Regions from separate parts of the Mus musculus genome. Here region 2 is linked to region 1. The links are chromatin contacts, called in public Hi-C maps. All regions are on one chromosome and are shown on one strand. Each heading gives the region's core, a stretch centred on a gene start, on an enhancer-like site or on the middle of the called end of the contact. The rest is flanking DNA. Distances are from core to core; before and after follow the strand shown. Region 1 overlaps Pde4b (phosphodiesterase 4B, cAMP specific). Region 2 overlaps Pde4b (phosphodiesterase 4B, cAMP specific).

Evidence for each region. A called contact is a pair of places that touch in the nucleus more often than the background predicts.
Region 2: a Hi-C map of forebrain shows a contact between it and region 1, with 3 times the contacts expected there. The contact joins two enhancer-like sites. A contact is called at or near these places in 2 of 484 Hi-C or Micro-C datasets (forebrain and nephron progenitors) and 2 of 115 datasets of contacts at active chromatin or transcription factors (neural progenitor cells and stem cell-derived neural progenitor cells).

What each region holds. Positions count from the first base shown.
Region 1 is chr4:102,271,297-102,278,843 of GRCm38.p6, forward strand. The region is part of intron 1 of Pde4b (phosphodiesterase 4B, cAMP specific); the gene reads left to right. Among named protein-coding and RNA genes, the nearest start is that of Pde4b, 20 kb to the left of the region's middle. Within about 2 kb of position 4,620, at least 23 of the 459 cell types and tissues checked have an H3K27ac peak or open chromatin away from gene starts, as enhancers often do. A contact at or near this core is called in forebrain, where this site is marked.
Region 2 is chr4:102,476,727-102,484,273 of GRCm38.p6, forward strand. The region is part of intron 1 of Pde4b (phosphodiesterase 4B, cAMP specific); the gene reads left to right. Among named protein-coding and RNA genes, the nearest start is that of Gm52668, 35 kb to the right of the region's middle. Within about 2 kb of position 4,570, at least 14 of the 459 cell types and tissues checked have an H3K27ac peak or open chromatin away from gene starts, as enhancers often do. A contact at or near this core is called in forebrain, where this site is marked.

The sequences.
Region 1 (7,547 bases), core at 3,370-5,869:
TCTTACATGTATGTGGTCTGTGTCCCAATGTATGTATGTGTACTGCCTATGTGTATGTGCCTACAGAGATGAAAAGATGGCATTGGGTCTCCTAGAACTAGTGTTACAGGTAGATGTGAGAAGCCCAGTGTGGATGAGGGTGATAGGACTTGGTCCTCTGCAGTGAGTAATCCCAACTGCTGAGCCATCTCTCCAACCCCCACTTTATGCAATGTTTGAAAGAGCTTTTGCCAAGCACTTAGTGCTTTGGGCATCTCCCAGCACCCTCTCTCTTCTTCTATTTTGTAAACATAAGTGTTTTTCTTGTCTTTGTATCTATATACCGTGTGTGTGCCCAACGCAGATGGAGTCAGAAGAGGCCATCATTTCCCTTGGAACTGGAGTTAGGGATGGTTGTGAGCAGCTTTGTGGGTACTGAGAATTGGATCCAGGTTCTTTGTAAGAATAACCAGTGCTCTTAACCACTGAAACATCTCTCTAGCCCTGTTTCAAAATTCTAATGGTATTGCTAAATTTGACCTTTTTTTATTTTAATTTATTTTTTTATTAGGTATTTTCCTCGTTTACATTTCCAATGCTATCCCAAAAGTCCCCCATACTCACCCCCCTGATCCCCTACCCTCCCACTCCCCCTTTTTGGCCCTGGCGTTCCCCTGTACTGGGGCATATAAAGTTTGCAAGTCCAGTGGGCCTCTCTTTGCAGTGATGGCCGACTAGGCCATCTTTTAATACATATGCAGCTAGAGACAAGAGCTCCGAGGTACTGGTTAGTTCATATTGTTGTTCCACCTATAGGGTTGCAGATCCCTTTAGCTCCTTGGGTAATTTCTCTAGCTCCTCCACTGGGAGCCGTGTGACCCATCCAATAGCTGACTGTGAGCATCCACTTCTGTGTTTGCTAGGCCCTGGCATAGTCTCACAAGAGACAGCTAATTTCACCTTTTTTTAAAGTGCTGTTTTCACTTTCATTCCTTTCTTTTTAGATTTGAATCTGCTCCTGTTAGGGTAAACATCTCCCTGGGTAATTAATCACGCTGGGATCTGGAACACTAGCAGGAAGCCAGGTAGTTTGTTACTGAGAGTAAAGAGGAAATCTTTCCCAAAGCAGAGAACAAGAAAAGCAGTATGTAGAATGTTCCACATTGAAAGGGGGGGATGAGTCGGAGAATTACATCACATGCTTCTATCATTTAGCTAGGTTCTTCACTTATAACTGGTGATATGAGGCTTCCTGCGATTAGGGAACTGAGAGTTGGCCCAAGTGTTGAGATTTAGTTTGACATTTCTGGCAATGACCTCAACCCAGTTCACCTCCTTTGTAACTAAACTCTAGCCCCCAACTTTTGTGGGGAGGCATCCAGTAAAATCACACATCTCCTCATTAAGAGTCTTCTTAGAGTGAGGGCCTGGCAAATTTATTTCGAGTTAAGCATCATTGGCTCACGGGGCTCAGTGTATAGGTCTGTTGAGGGAATAAACATTATAGAGGAAACATTAGTCTCTACTTACACAATCAGCAAACTCTTCAATCATTCTTTCACCCTTTCATTCAAGTGAACCACCCACCCCCTTCGCCTCCTGTATCTGCAGACCTCTCACCCTCTACCACAGTCCGCATCACCCTCTGACCACACACTACTGTTTTGTTTCCCTGTGTTGGAAAACATCTACTATCTGCTTACAGAACCTGTCTCTTGCTAGCAGTACTCCAGACTCCAGAGTGATTAATTGCTCAAGAAAAAAGGAAGTCATCTAAGAAGGTTAACCTTTGTCCCTGATGTCCCCACATCATCAGCGTCGCATCTTGCTATTGATTTGTCTCAGTCCACAGATCTGCTAGCCCTGTGTTCTGCACAGCATTCTCTGCGGCTCCTTGAGATCCTCCATCTCTTACCTTAGTTCTGAAACCTTGTAATTTCCCACGCCACTCTCCTAGGTCCCTCCCTTGAAGTTAGTCCCTTTAGAAAGTTCTAAACAGTTTTTTTTTTCCTCCTGTTGCTACTGCAAGCTTGGAGGTTTTGGTGTCTGTGCACCGGGCATCTTGGCTAGCTTTCTTGCTACACGGAGTTCCACCCACAGCTGAGATACAAGGATCATCCACCTTGCTGAGCACTACCCTGGCTTGTTTGCCAGGGTATCAGTGTCATACTAAACAGGCTGGCTGCTCTTCCTGTTTTTCTCATCAGATTTGCCCTGGCCTCAAAGCTCTATATGTTGGGATGCCCTGAAGGATTTAGATCATGTTTTGATTTATTGTTCTCTACACTCTCTGCTTAGATCATGACTTAGACACATGATTTAATCAGCATCCATATGCTGTTGATCCCCACATTTCTAGCTATGGCCACATCCTATCTGTACAGGTAGCATTCAGTACATTCTAAATCCATATCATGGATTTTGCCCCTCGCTGGTCCCAGGTTCCTCATCACAGTGAGATACAATTCCATTTTTCTAATTGCTAAGGGTAGGAATTGTGAAATCTTGCACAGGACTCTGTGTTCTCTGACTGTTTGGGTAGCTTCTGTTTTTAAGACCTAAGTTCTCAAGTTGAATGAGAGAGGAAAATGAGACTTTAAGATACACTATGACAGATAAAATGGTAATTATAACGACACCATCCCCAAAGTGGTAATTCTATGTGTAAAAGTAGTATATGTATTCTATATATGACACAAACAGACATATATGTGACAGCAAGGCACAGATAGTGATCTTATAGGAAGGAGACTCCAGTTCACATTAGTCATGAGATTACAGACAAATGCTAAGTGTCTTTCTCCACTCCATTCACTATGCAAATAAAAGTTAATATGTGCAAGTGAGAGCTAGATCAGATAACTGACATGCAGAACAAACATGAAAGCAGATATTATTTTGTTTCCTTTACACATCTGCGACTTCACAAGTCAACCTCTAAGACCTATTACTTTTTTTTTAAAAAAAGAATATCTTGACAACTTCCTAGATTCTCGTTCATTATCAGATATATTTTTTATGCATGCTCCTTATATAAATCTTTGGCATCATGTTGTAACCATCCTCACTGTTTCTTATAGATCAGTCCTGTCCCTCCCATTCATTCAGTACTGTCATGTACTGGGAGAACCACAAAGTCCTCAAGTTTATTTCTATGAATAGAAAGCTGGGTAAGTCTTTTACACTGCAGGGCAGTAGTGAGGGAATATTTATACTTTAACTAGAACTATGTCTCTTTGATTCACACTGGAACAGAGGCTCTTATGAAGTCATCAGCATGGCAATGCAGACAATCTCCACTGAGTAAATGGTCAGAGAATTGTCCATTGGAGAGCATAAATCAAAATCATGAATATCTTTTTGCCTGCTCCAGCCAGGTTATTGACACAATAGCAGCAGCATGGATATATATATATATATATATATATATATATATATATATATATATATATATATATATATATTTACCATAGAGAAATGTCATTTGAAGGTCATTGTGTGGTAATAAATATCAGGCATTGTTTTATTAAGCTAACCTCTTTGAGGACAATAGCTATTTATTTGCCATGTCTCGTGACAACTGGCAAGTAGATGCTGAACTGGGGTTCTTAAATGCCTCAGTACTGAGATATCTGCCTTTTCATTGCATCTGGAATAGACTTATTTTGTTCCTGATTTTGCCATTTGGATATTGGCAGTCAGAGAGGGATCTAATAATATAACAACAGAAATTATAGGCTGTGAGGGAACCCACACACATACTGTTTGTCAAACAATTAGGGTATTTCTGAAGTGTGAACAGATGTACAAAAGAAATTAGCAAATAAAAAACAACCCAATTTAAAAACATTCCTAATATGAACATAATTAATTTATATGTTTTCCAGCTTATACTAATTAAAACCTCTAGTGTTTTGGTCAAGTTTGAGACTTAGAGTTTACCATTGTTTAGTTTCTTATATCAAAACAGTGATAAATATCAAGTATTATGTCTTATCAATTTTTGCTCAGGTCAAACTACTGTTATCAAAGCTTCAGTGCCAGAGATTTGTAGCCAAATTGTCACCAGTTGGGAACTCTTAAAGCCTGCTTAGTTTTCAATGATAAACAGTCTCCTGGCGAGTTTATGTGCTAAATATTTCCCTGTTTTGCAGTGGCACACATCAGGCATGGTTATTGTGTGTGGATGGGGATTTTCATTTTTAACATGTTCTCGAATTCTCTGGACATTTACTGTTTCCATCTGGTCCTCATAAAAACATTTCCCATTTGTAATGCAGCTCAGGCTCAGAGCATCGTTGTGATTCTATGCATGGCTCCAGTTTGACAGAGCAGATATTCTTCAACTTCGGATGTGGGTTTGATTCTGTGTTTCCCTCCCTCCCTCCCTCCCTCCCTTCCTTCCTTCCTTCCTTCCTTCCTTCCTTCCTTCCTTCCTTCCTTCCTTCCTTCCTTCCTTCCTTCTTTCCTTCTTTCCTTCCTTCCTATCTCTTTCTTTCTCTAAATTTTGAAATAAAATTTGCTTGAAATGCTGCATTTATCTCCAACAACAATCATAGCACGCACACCATGACAACAGGCACACTTCCCACTTGCCTCTGTGCAGTTTAAAGCTGCAGGAGAAGCAACTGCATTGAGCCCAGGCCAAGGGAACTGAGCAGTCGTCATAGTTTCTCGTCATTTCACAATCTGTTCTCAGTCATCACACATGGAGGAGTATTTTTCAGGGATTTGAACACTTTCACAAAGTAGCCAAACAAGTAGGATCCTCTTTGCTGAGTTTGGTAGTACCCTACGGAGCAGTGCAACCCAAAGTCCCTCATTCCTAGGAAGTCCTTTGCTGTGTTATTAGATGACAGCCCACGGATGTGGTTAGCAAGTATCAATGAGCTCCTTATTTATGGCTGGTTGTGTGCCACCAGCTTCATAATCTCAATTCAGTGACTTTCGATAACATCAGCAGCCCCATTTAAGGATGGAGAAATTGAGACAAGAAGGTGAAAAGGCCACAGCTAGCAAAGAGGGAACTCAGAATTTAAACCAAATATCTCGGCTTAGCTTTGGAACTGTTTAACCCTAGAACAATTTTGAACTTTTTAGTTCTTTGGCACGACACATTCTAGAACATGGCTCTCCCTCCCTTAGGTATCATGCTTCGTTTGTAGCTGCCTCTCCTCGGGTATTTTGCATATTTTAGAGTTTAATCAGGGATGAGTGCAATAACTATTTGAAATAGGCAGAAGTAAGGTTTATGAACTGGAACAGGCGACAGTGGAGAGGATGCTCCCCTTTCCCAGGTCTAGAATATCCCAGGACCCAAGGAAAAGGTCTAGATACTCTCAAGATGATGGCGTGGAATTTTCACTCTCAAGCTTAAAAGAACTGTCTTTATTTAACTTATTGTCCCTTAATGATACAGGTATTGAAAGGCATGACAGAAGTAAAATATAAATAATATGAGTTCACTCCCTTAACTGTCTCTAAGTGTATAATCTTTTCAGTATTGTTGCATATATTCATCTTGTTCAGAGAACCTTGAATCCAGTCTTTTCATCTTTCAGAAAAAAAATTGGTAGCATTTAAATTAACTTACACTTTCTGCTCTTCTCTGGCTTCCGGTAACAAGAGCATTTTGGTGGTAGTGGTGGTGGTGGTGGTGGTAGTGATGATTATGATTGCCTATAGATATTGGGATTACTGTCATCTTTTTGAGGTTTTTTTTTTTTTGTGACTGATACTGTTATAAAGATGAATGTTCAACTATCTGGGACCTTACTTTCAATTCTTTGGGCATGCACCTGGAAGTAGAATTGCTGGATCATAACACAATTCAGCTTTTAATTTTGCGAGAAGCTGACATACTGTTGTTCATAACAGCTGCACCAATGGACAATGGACAATTGACAATTGCACCAGGGATCTGATTTCTCCACATCCTTGCCAATATGTGCTATTTTCTCTCTTTTCTCTGAAATCATTTTAATAAATATGTGAAGAAATATTGTTGTGGTTTTGATTTGCATTCCCATAAACATTAATGACGTTATATACATTTCCACAAGCTTCCTGATCTGCATTCTTTGTATTCATATGTGAGAGATCTTTGTGTATTGTATATAGTATATTCATACACATAAGTGGCAAATATTTTTCTAGTCAATAGTTATATTTTTGCTCTGTTGATTATGTTTGCTTGACACATAGCAGTTTTAAACTTTGGAATTGTTTTATTTATTGGTGTATCACTGTGACCAAATATCTGATAAAAATCTTAGGGGATGGATTTTATTACATCTCAAACTTTCAGAAATATTGTTCATCATAGCTGGAAGTACCTTACATAGAAGAACAGGTCCCATGATGGTATTCAGGAAGCATAGAAACAGGAATGGAGGAAAGGGCTCAGGCAGGATAGAGCTGTCAAGAATACACTCCCAGTGACCCACCTCTAACCTATCTTCTCTGTCAATAATTCCATCACAGTATACTTTTTAAGGCACCCATTCACTGGTTAAGTCAGATACCTCCAATCTAGCTGTCTGTGGAAGCACCTTCACAGACATACCAGGTGTATTCTCGACTAGTCTAGGTGTTTCTCAGTCCATTGATAATTATGACTAACTATCAAGGATGTATTCTAATTTATTTGTATTTACTTTTGAAGTCATTATCCATAAATCACTGTCAAGTACAAAAGTCATGAAGCTTTCGCCCCCCAAGTTTTCTTTTAAAGATTTTATAGTTTTGGCTAGATTTTTGGCCTGTTTTGAATTGATTCTTTTAAAGGTTTACATTTTACTTATTTTTAATTGATTATTTTATTTATTTATATTTCAAATGTTATCCCCATCCCCATTTCCCCTCTGTAACCTCCCTTATCCCATCCCCCTCCTCCGGCTTCTATGAGGGAGATTCCCCAGCCACCCACCTACTCCTGCCTCATTGCCCTAGCATTCCCCTACATTGGCACATTGAGAATTCACAGGACCTAGGGTCTCCCCTCCCATTGATGCCAGATAAGGTCATCCTTTGCTACATAAGCAGCTAGAGCCATTCGTCCCTCCATGTGTACTCTTTGATTGGTGGTTTAGTCCCTGGGAGCTCTGGGGGATCTGGATGGTTGATATTGTTGTTTTCCTATGGGGTTGCAAACCCCTTCAGCTCCTATGGTCAGGCTCTGGCAGAGCCTCTCAGGGGGCAGCCATACCAGGCTCCTGTCAGCAAGTGTTTCTTGGCATCAGCAATAGTGTCTGGGTTTGGTGTCTGCAGATAAGAGGGATCCCTAGGTTGGGCAGTGTTCTGGATGGCCTTTCTTTCAGTCCTTGTTCCATTCTTTGTCCCTGCATTTTAAATTAATTTTTAAAAAATAATAAACCATGAAAAATTAACACAATTCAATTGTATCTGTATAATTTTACCAAACCTTTATACTAAAATGAACATGCTTTTAGTTGTATAAAAATTACATTTGGGGGATCATTTGCTATGACAGTATATGCATAAAATCTTCAACATGTTTCAGAGTTGTTCATTGTTTGGATTTTACAGTCATCAAAGTCTGAATTCTG
Region 2 (7,547 bases), core at 3,320-5,819, 210 kb after region 1:
CACCTTCTAAACTTTTTAAATAAATACATTTTGAGAAGGTTCCCTCCTTCCTCACAAAGAGATCAGGTGACATATTGAGTCCTCGGCACCTGGTGGGGTACACTCCATGTATGCTCAATGTGCCCAGCATCTTTGGGAAGAAGAAGTACAGTTTTTCTGTCCAGTCTGCCTCAGAGAGAAGAAGCAACGTTGGAATCTTATTTTTCCACTTGATCTCATGTCTTTTTCCTCCCGCTCTTCTCCCTGCTTCTTCCTCCCAAAGCACATATTTCAAATCCAAATGTCAGGCTGTCTGCAGGTGCAGAGCTCAAGACTGATAACATTTGGGGCCCAGATGTTAACTGACGTAAACGCTATTCGCGGCTCTGCAGAGTGGTGGCTGAGGCATTGATTTCCAATTTCATGATTATTATTTGAGTTACTACCACACCTTCTAGCCCTTCTACCTCAACTAAAAAGGAGATATGTGGCCTGCTTATCCCAGAGAGAATACACTCAGTAATTTAAAATATAAAATCCCTTAAATGTTAAGCAATTGCATTTTCAAGCAGAATTGGGAACACAGCTTTCAGACCGACCCCTCATTTTTCCAGTGCCTTTGAAAGGCCAATGGCTTCTGATGCCTAATGGGAAAATAATCTCATTTTCAAAATCAACTCACAGTAATAAGCACAAAAATGTGTTTCAAATCTGTGACAAGATTTATATCAACCTTTAACATTTTTTATTAATTATTTTATTTATCTACATTTCAAATGTGTTCCCCTTCCTGGTCTCCCCTCTGCAACTCCCCCACCCCATCCCCCCTCCTTTTTAGCTCTAAGAGGGTGCTTCCCCACCCACCCACCCACTCCTGCTTCACCCCCCCCCTTTCATCCCCCTTTGCTTCAGCAACAAGCCTCCACAGGACCAAGCGCCTCCCTTCCCATTGATGCCAGAGAAGGCAGTTCTCTGCTGTATACATAGTGGGGCCATGGATGACTCATGTATACTCCTTGGTTGGTGGTTTAGTCCCTGGGAGCTCTGAAGGGTCTGCCTAGTTGATATTGTTGTTCTTCCTATGGAGTTGCAATCCCCTTCAGCTGTTTCTGCCCTTCCCCTAATTCTTCCATTGGGGTCCCTGGCCTCAGTCTAATGGTTGGCTGTGAGTATCGCATCAGTCTTAGGTGCTAGCAGAGCCTCTCAGAGGACAGCTACACCAGGCTCCTGTCTACAAGCACTTCCTGGCATCAGCAACAGTGTTGGGGTTTGGAATCTGCAGATGGGATGGATGCCAAGGTGGGACAGTCTCTGAAGAGACCACCTCCAGTAGATAGACATGGCCCCCAGTTGAGAGATAGGGCCATTTACCTTTCTTAAAATCTTTAACCCAGAATTGTTCCTGTCTAAAGGAAACACAGGGATAAAAAATGGAGCAGAGACTGAAGGAAAGGTCAACTTTTGTTTTAGATTTGAATTGCTTTAGAAATTGTGTGGCAGCTCACTTAGTTAGGAAATGGCTAAGACAGCTCCTCCCCCAGATGAATGAAAGTCCAAGAAGCTAGTAAGCTTGGCGTTTGGGAGTCGCCAGGAGCATCACTGGTCTTCAGTTATTCATTAATCCACAGAACAGGCAGCTGCTAAGAATTAGTGCTGTGTTCCAGTCAAGTGCCAGGCACTGCTAGTTAAGCCATTGGCAAGTGCAACAGATTGCCTTAGAGTTGATAAGAATGGAAAGCAATTTTGAAAAAAATTAATTAATTAAATGGCACAGAGCTACGAGAGATGTTGTGGGGGAAAGGGGAGCTGTTTAAATAGTAGTTTGAAAAAGAAACTGTCTAGTAGGTAACTTACTCCAAAGCTAGAGAATAAGAAAAACAGTCACACAATGAACAAGAGGTTAATCAGGGTTAGAAGCCAGAGTTTATGCATTCATCAAGGAATCGTTACTTAACACTTTTCCTGAACTAGGGTTTGGCCTGCTCCTCAATCAAAGCAGCCTGAGGCTGAATTCTTCAGAACAGAGGAAGGGTGCTGTGAGTAGATGTGTCGGGGGCCACAGAAAGAAGGTTAGAATTTACTCTTGGGACTACATCATGATTTTACTTTTGTGTTAGATTGATCATGTTTCTCTGTCTCTCTGTCTCTTTGTGTGTCTGTGGGGGTGTGTGTGCATGTGTATACAAGGTGTTCTATGTTCTTGAGGAGCAGGGTCCCCCTGGGGACCAATGAGCAGAGAAGAGTCACACAGGACAAATGCTTTGATAGACACAAACAAACACCTGGATATCGGTACAGGTGCAGCTGTGAGGGGCGGTAACACTCGCAGAAGAGGAAAAGCGTGGAAAAAGCTGACTCAGCAACTTAGCAATCATTGCAGAATATAGACTCGACTATTGTCTGACCCAGTTCTCCAGTTAAAAGCAAGTGTGGAAATGGAGAGATGGCAGGATCCAATGATACCCTGTCACGACCCCTGCTCTATCTTAGCTCAGATACCATCTGAAGAAAGCAGATGGCGCCTCTGTGGGGAATCAGGAGAGGGCTCTTAACCATATAGGGTGAACGTGCTCAGCACACTATTGAGGGTTTTTTTCATGGCATTAATGTTATCTACACATATCATTTTTTGATTATAATTTTCTATTGCTAATTCTTCCTTAAGGGACCCTTTTCTATGTTGCTTTAACCACAGAGTAAGAACCATGCCTTGTTTTAGAGAGGGTGCTACTAAATGTTTGCTGAGTGCCCTTCGGCACCATTACTGCAGATTCACACTTAAAAATCTTTTTCTGTTAAGAAAACATCCACGAGACGTCTCATCTTAGAGGCACCCCAGAGATCTTTTCCCTCACAGATCCATTTCATATTGAAGTGTGGGGTCAGAGTACAGGGAGCCCCTGTTTCGGTGTATTCCCTCCAGAGTGGGCACTAGAAGCCAGATCCCCCCGAGCCAGAGCTCTTCAGCATTCCAGCACTATCCCTGGTAAAGTCTATGTGGAATTATTGCCAATTAATGCAACTTTCCAACCTCCTGGGGAAGAAAAACACATCAGTAGGAAGCTGCTTCTAGAATGCAGATGAGCTGACCACTAGACTTCTCCTCATGGTGTCTGGAAGGAGAGTCATAGACTCTAGAAGTGGATTCTCAAGGCAACATGGCACGAGTCTGTTGTTACTATGCCCAGAGAAGTTCTGCTCTGCCTAGGGCATGGACTCATCATCATGATGTCTGTGCTTTTGTACAGTTAAGCTTTTCGTTAGGAAAGCCACCGGTTGGTTCTATAAATGTGGATCTCTGTTACTGTGAGTAGAGGCGAGGATCCCTGTCTAGCTTCTCTTCTACAGGACCAGAGAGAAGTACTGGCCAGTGTAAATATCAAGGAAATAGTCAAATGGTTATTTTTACTTTTCAAATGTTAAGCAAGTGTTTGAAGATGTTAATCTAAGTATAAATGGGGGGAAAAACTTTTCTAATAGAACATTGATGAGACTGGTTTTTTTTTTTTGGTTGTGTGAACAACATTCCCACATATATATAATATGTGTACAAACTCTAGACACTGATGCTCCTAGGGTGGCATTCTCAGGTGTTGTGGGGAGGATGGGGAAGGAAGGTTAATGTCAGAGGATTAGATCAGCTCGACTCAAGTACTCCACTGCAGTCTTTGACTGACAAACATTTTGACCCAAGTGGATCGGCCTGTCAGATAAGAGATGTCAACTGTGGGATTCTTGCATTCATCCAACAACTATGTATGTGTGTTCTGATATGAGAGTCAGCTCCAGGTTCTAGAAATACAGAAATGAATTAAGGCATAAGTCTTGCTTCTAGGAGGCTGTGGTCTGAAGGAAGAAAGATCACTAAGCCCAGGAAGACAGTCCAACATGACAAACTCTGAGACAAAAATGCCTTGTGGAGGAAAGGGCCTAGGGCACAGATTATATAACAGTATAATAATAAAAAAAAAAGAGGTCACTTCAAATGAAGTTGTATACTTTAGAGCCTTCGTTCTTTCCCTCTTTCAAATAGGTCACAAGGAATAAGCCTAGCAAACTGTGAGGATTAAATGATGCAGATGATGCTCGGTGAGTTGCTTTAAAAAAGACAGCAGAAGGAAAAGCGGAGCTCAGTCCCCAGGGCAGTGTGCAGCTCTGCTGACCCGAGCGCTTAAATCTTTTTTCATAGAGTTTGTCTTTCCAGTGGGAAGATTTGTTAGAGTCCGTCAAAGGAACTCAGCTAGAGACCGTTTCCACTGAATCAGAACTGACCTATCCCTAGGACTCTGCTTTATGGCTCTTCATTACAGACAGCAGGCTTGTGCAGGTAATTGGGAGTCAGGACAGCATCCCCCTAGGGACAATGGCAAGGCCATTCAGTGGCCTCCCAGTTCAGCTTGAATTCCTGAAGGCAGAGCTGCTCCTGGTTTAATCAAAGGCTTCATGCACACCTTGCACTTCTCTTCTTTATCTCTGATTTTTTTCCTTCCAGGCTCAGGAAGTTTGACTTCTCATCTTCCTTCAAGGGCTTAAATTGGAGGCCAGGAAACCATGAGAAACAGTGGTGCCTTCTGCCATCTGCTGGCTCCTTCTTGTCACCAGCCCAAAGTTGGCTTAGCAAAGATTCCAAGGGATGAGAGGCGACACTGTCAGAGGAGGTGTGAGGCAGATGATGACCCTGCTTTACCACAAAGCCTACTGAAGCTGGTAGTGTGGTACTCCATAAGCTTGTTTTAGGGAAAACACAATTGTGTTTCTTTCAGATTTTATTCTTACATCATTACCACATCAGACTCATCAAGGAAAGTCACATTCTTTATGGATCCATTTGAAGGCAACAACAGAAGTCAATGCTAAAGATGACAGAAGCAAGGGTAGGGAGTGAGAAGGAGAAAGAGGCCAGGAGAAACATGTTTCAGTGGATGCCAGTAGTCTTTAATTGGTTCAGGAAACACTTTTTTCCCAAAGGATCTGTTATTTGCAAGATTCTGACCCAAATATCTGGGACACAAAAACAGGTAATATTGCCTCCCTTGACTATGACAATGCATTGGGAAGCATTCAAATAAATGGAGAATTAAACAGAGACCTGCAGGTATTCTCATGCTATAGTTAGTCCAGCATATCCATGGGTTTTAGGATGTAGTCAATCGTGGCTAGAAAACAGTTGGGGAAATATGTATCTGTAACAAATATGTACAGACTATATTTTCTTACTGTGCCTTAAAGAATGGAGTATAGTAACTGTGTACCTAAATTTGCGTTGCATTTTATATAATACATAAGCCCTAAAATGATTGGAGTTACACAGGAGGAGCTGTGGAGATTACATGTCAATACTAAGCCATTTCATAAAAGGGACCTAAGCACCCACATCTTTGGGGTTTGGAATGGGATGGGTGTTTCTGGAATTGAGCTCTTGGGAACAGCAAAAACAATTGTTCTACATAAAGAACTGTGAGGGAGCACAGAGGAGAGGCGGCCATCAGTGTGGCACTGCGGTGCCAGAGAGGATCCCTGGAAAAGGTGATCCAAGATGATATTAGAATAGAGCCTTGTACTAGAGGCAGCAGTGGGAAAGGCTGCCAGTTCCAGGAATGTCACTACTGCCCAAGCAGCAGAGATCTCCCACTAAGCAGAAAACAGCTGTTAAAGCTTTAGATATTAGACAAAATTCCCTTGGCTGTGTAGGGATGCCAATGGGACCAGGAGAAGCAGGCCCAACCAAGTAGAGAGGCTGCATACAATGCTCTGGAGATGGGTGAGCAAGCCTGCTAGGATAGGTCTCTTGTCCTGGAAGGAAGGTGTCTTTAACCAGTCCTCGTGTTGGACATGGACAACCTCTTCCTTACAAGCATATGGCTACTCACAAAGTCAGAAATGTATATGCTGCATCCTCCAAATTCACCTGAAATGTCAATGTAACTTCACGAATGGTAGATGTTCAACCTTAACTACACCAGCACCAGTACTACTTGGAATCACAAATACAGTCACCAAACGTAAGATGGTTCTGAAAATTGTGGTATAGCTTGCTAGATGAACAATTCAGCAGTACATGGGAAGTTGTAATTCTAGAAGCCACAGTGAATGGTAAAAGCTTCTAAAAATCTATATTCAAATCAATATGAAAAATGTTCAGATGGGGGCTGGGAAGAGAGCTCAGCTCGTAGATTGCTTGCCGTGGAGGGATACGGACCTGAGTTTGGAGCCTCAGAACCAATGTAAAACCTTGGTGAAGAAACAGTATGTGTCTGTAAGTGCATCGTTAGAGTAGAGGTAGGGGTAGAGACAGGCAGAGAGCCCTGGAAGTACCCTGGTAAATAGAGAACAACCGAGAAAGGCATCTGCCATTGACCTCTGGCTTCTGCATGCATGTGATGGTGGGTAACCACCCCCCCCAACACATACATGCACACCATTCACTCATCCACATACACAATATAGACATATTGTGTGTACACATATATACACATACATACACGTGGATAGAAAATACTGAACTACTAGCAATGGCACTTTTCTTCTTCTATCTATGTTTTATAGAGCTTTCTTATACTGCTTATATAATGCTTGAATCTAAAGAAGCCTAAACTTGAAATGTGTGTCCTGATCAAGGCAGAGACAGGAAATGCCCTAGATAAATGACACTGTTTATGTGTTTGTTTCTACCATTGCGGGTTCCCTTTTCTTCCTGATTGTATTCTGGTTTGTGTGGTATATTCATTTCACTTGTTAAAGCCCCCTTCAGTCTTTCTCTTGGCCATCGCTGCCCCCTTGCTCCCTTGATCTGTGGGATGTATTGTGATGTCTGCCCACTAATTTTTGCTGTGACTGGGGCTGGTGTCTGGTTGGTGATTCACGTTTGTTCCGAAGCCGAACATCTGTGCTGGTTGCTTTGAAACAGTGCCCCAGGGAATGTGAAAGGCCCTTTGTCTCACTGAAACTTCTTCTCTACAACTGAGACCTCTTCCTGGCTTCTTCTGATTTCCAGCAAGCTACCTCCCTTTTGAGTTCAGGCTATGGGGTTACAGGGTAAAGGAGAAAAAGAAAAGAAAACCAAAGAGGAAAGAGTTTGTGTGGGGAGGGATCTAGTGTCAGCTCATATGGGCCCACGTGCTTCGTAAGTGTGGCAGAGCACCCTTCCCCCAGTCTCACTTTCTTCTGCTACTGTTTTGTGAATGTAGCCTCTGCACACAGGAAGGCTGATAGCAGAAAGACAAATGAGCCCTACTAGAAAACTCATGGAAAAAAGTCTTAAGGGTTTTGCATACTTGGCCAGATGCTGATGTAAGTCCAGAGAGCATTGATAGTCATAACAGTGAGTGGCATCACATGAGCACTGACCAAAGCACTCAAGCTACAGACTGCCTGGCATCCCAAACACTCACCTTTTGGTCTTGCCAAACTTGCTGGAGTTTAAGACGTTGGCTGTATGGCCACTCTTTAAAGTATTCTGCTGGTTTACTATGGAAAGGCTATGAACATGTACACCAAAATGAATAATAATGATACCGTTTTACATGGAATTTAGAAGTTCACTTGTAGGCTTTGGCTGACCCCAGTTT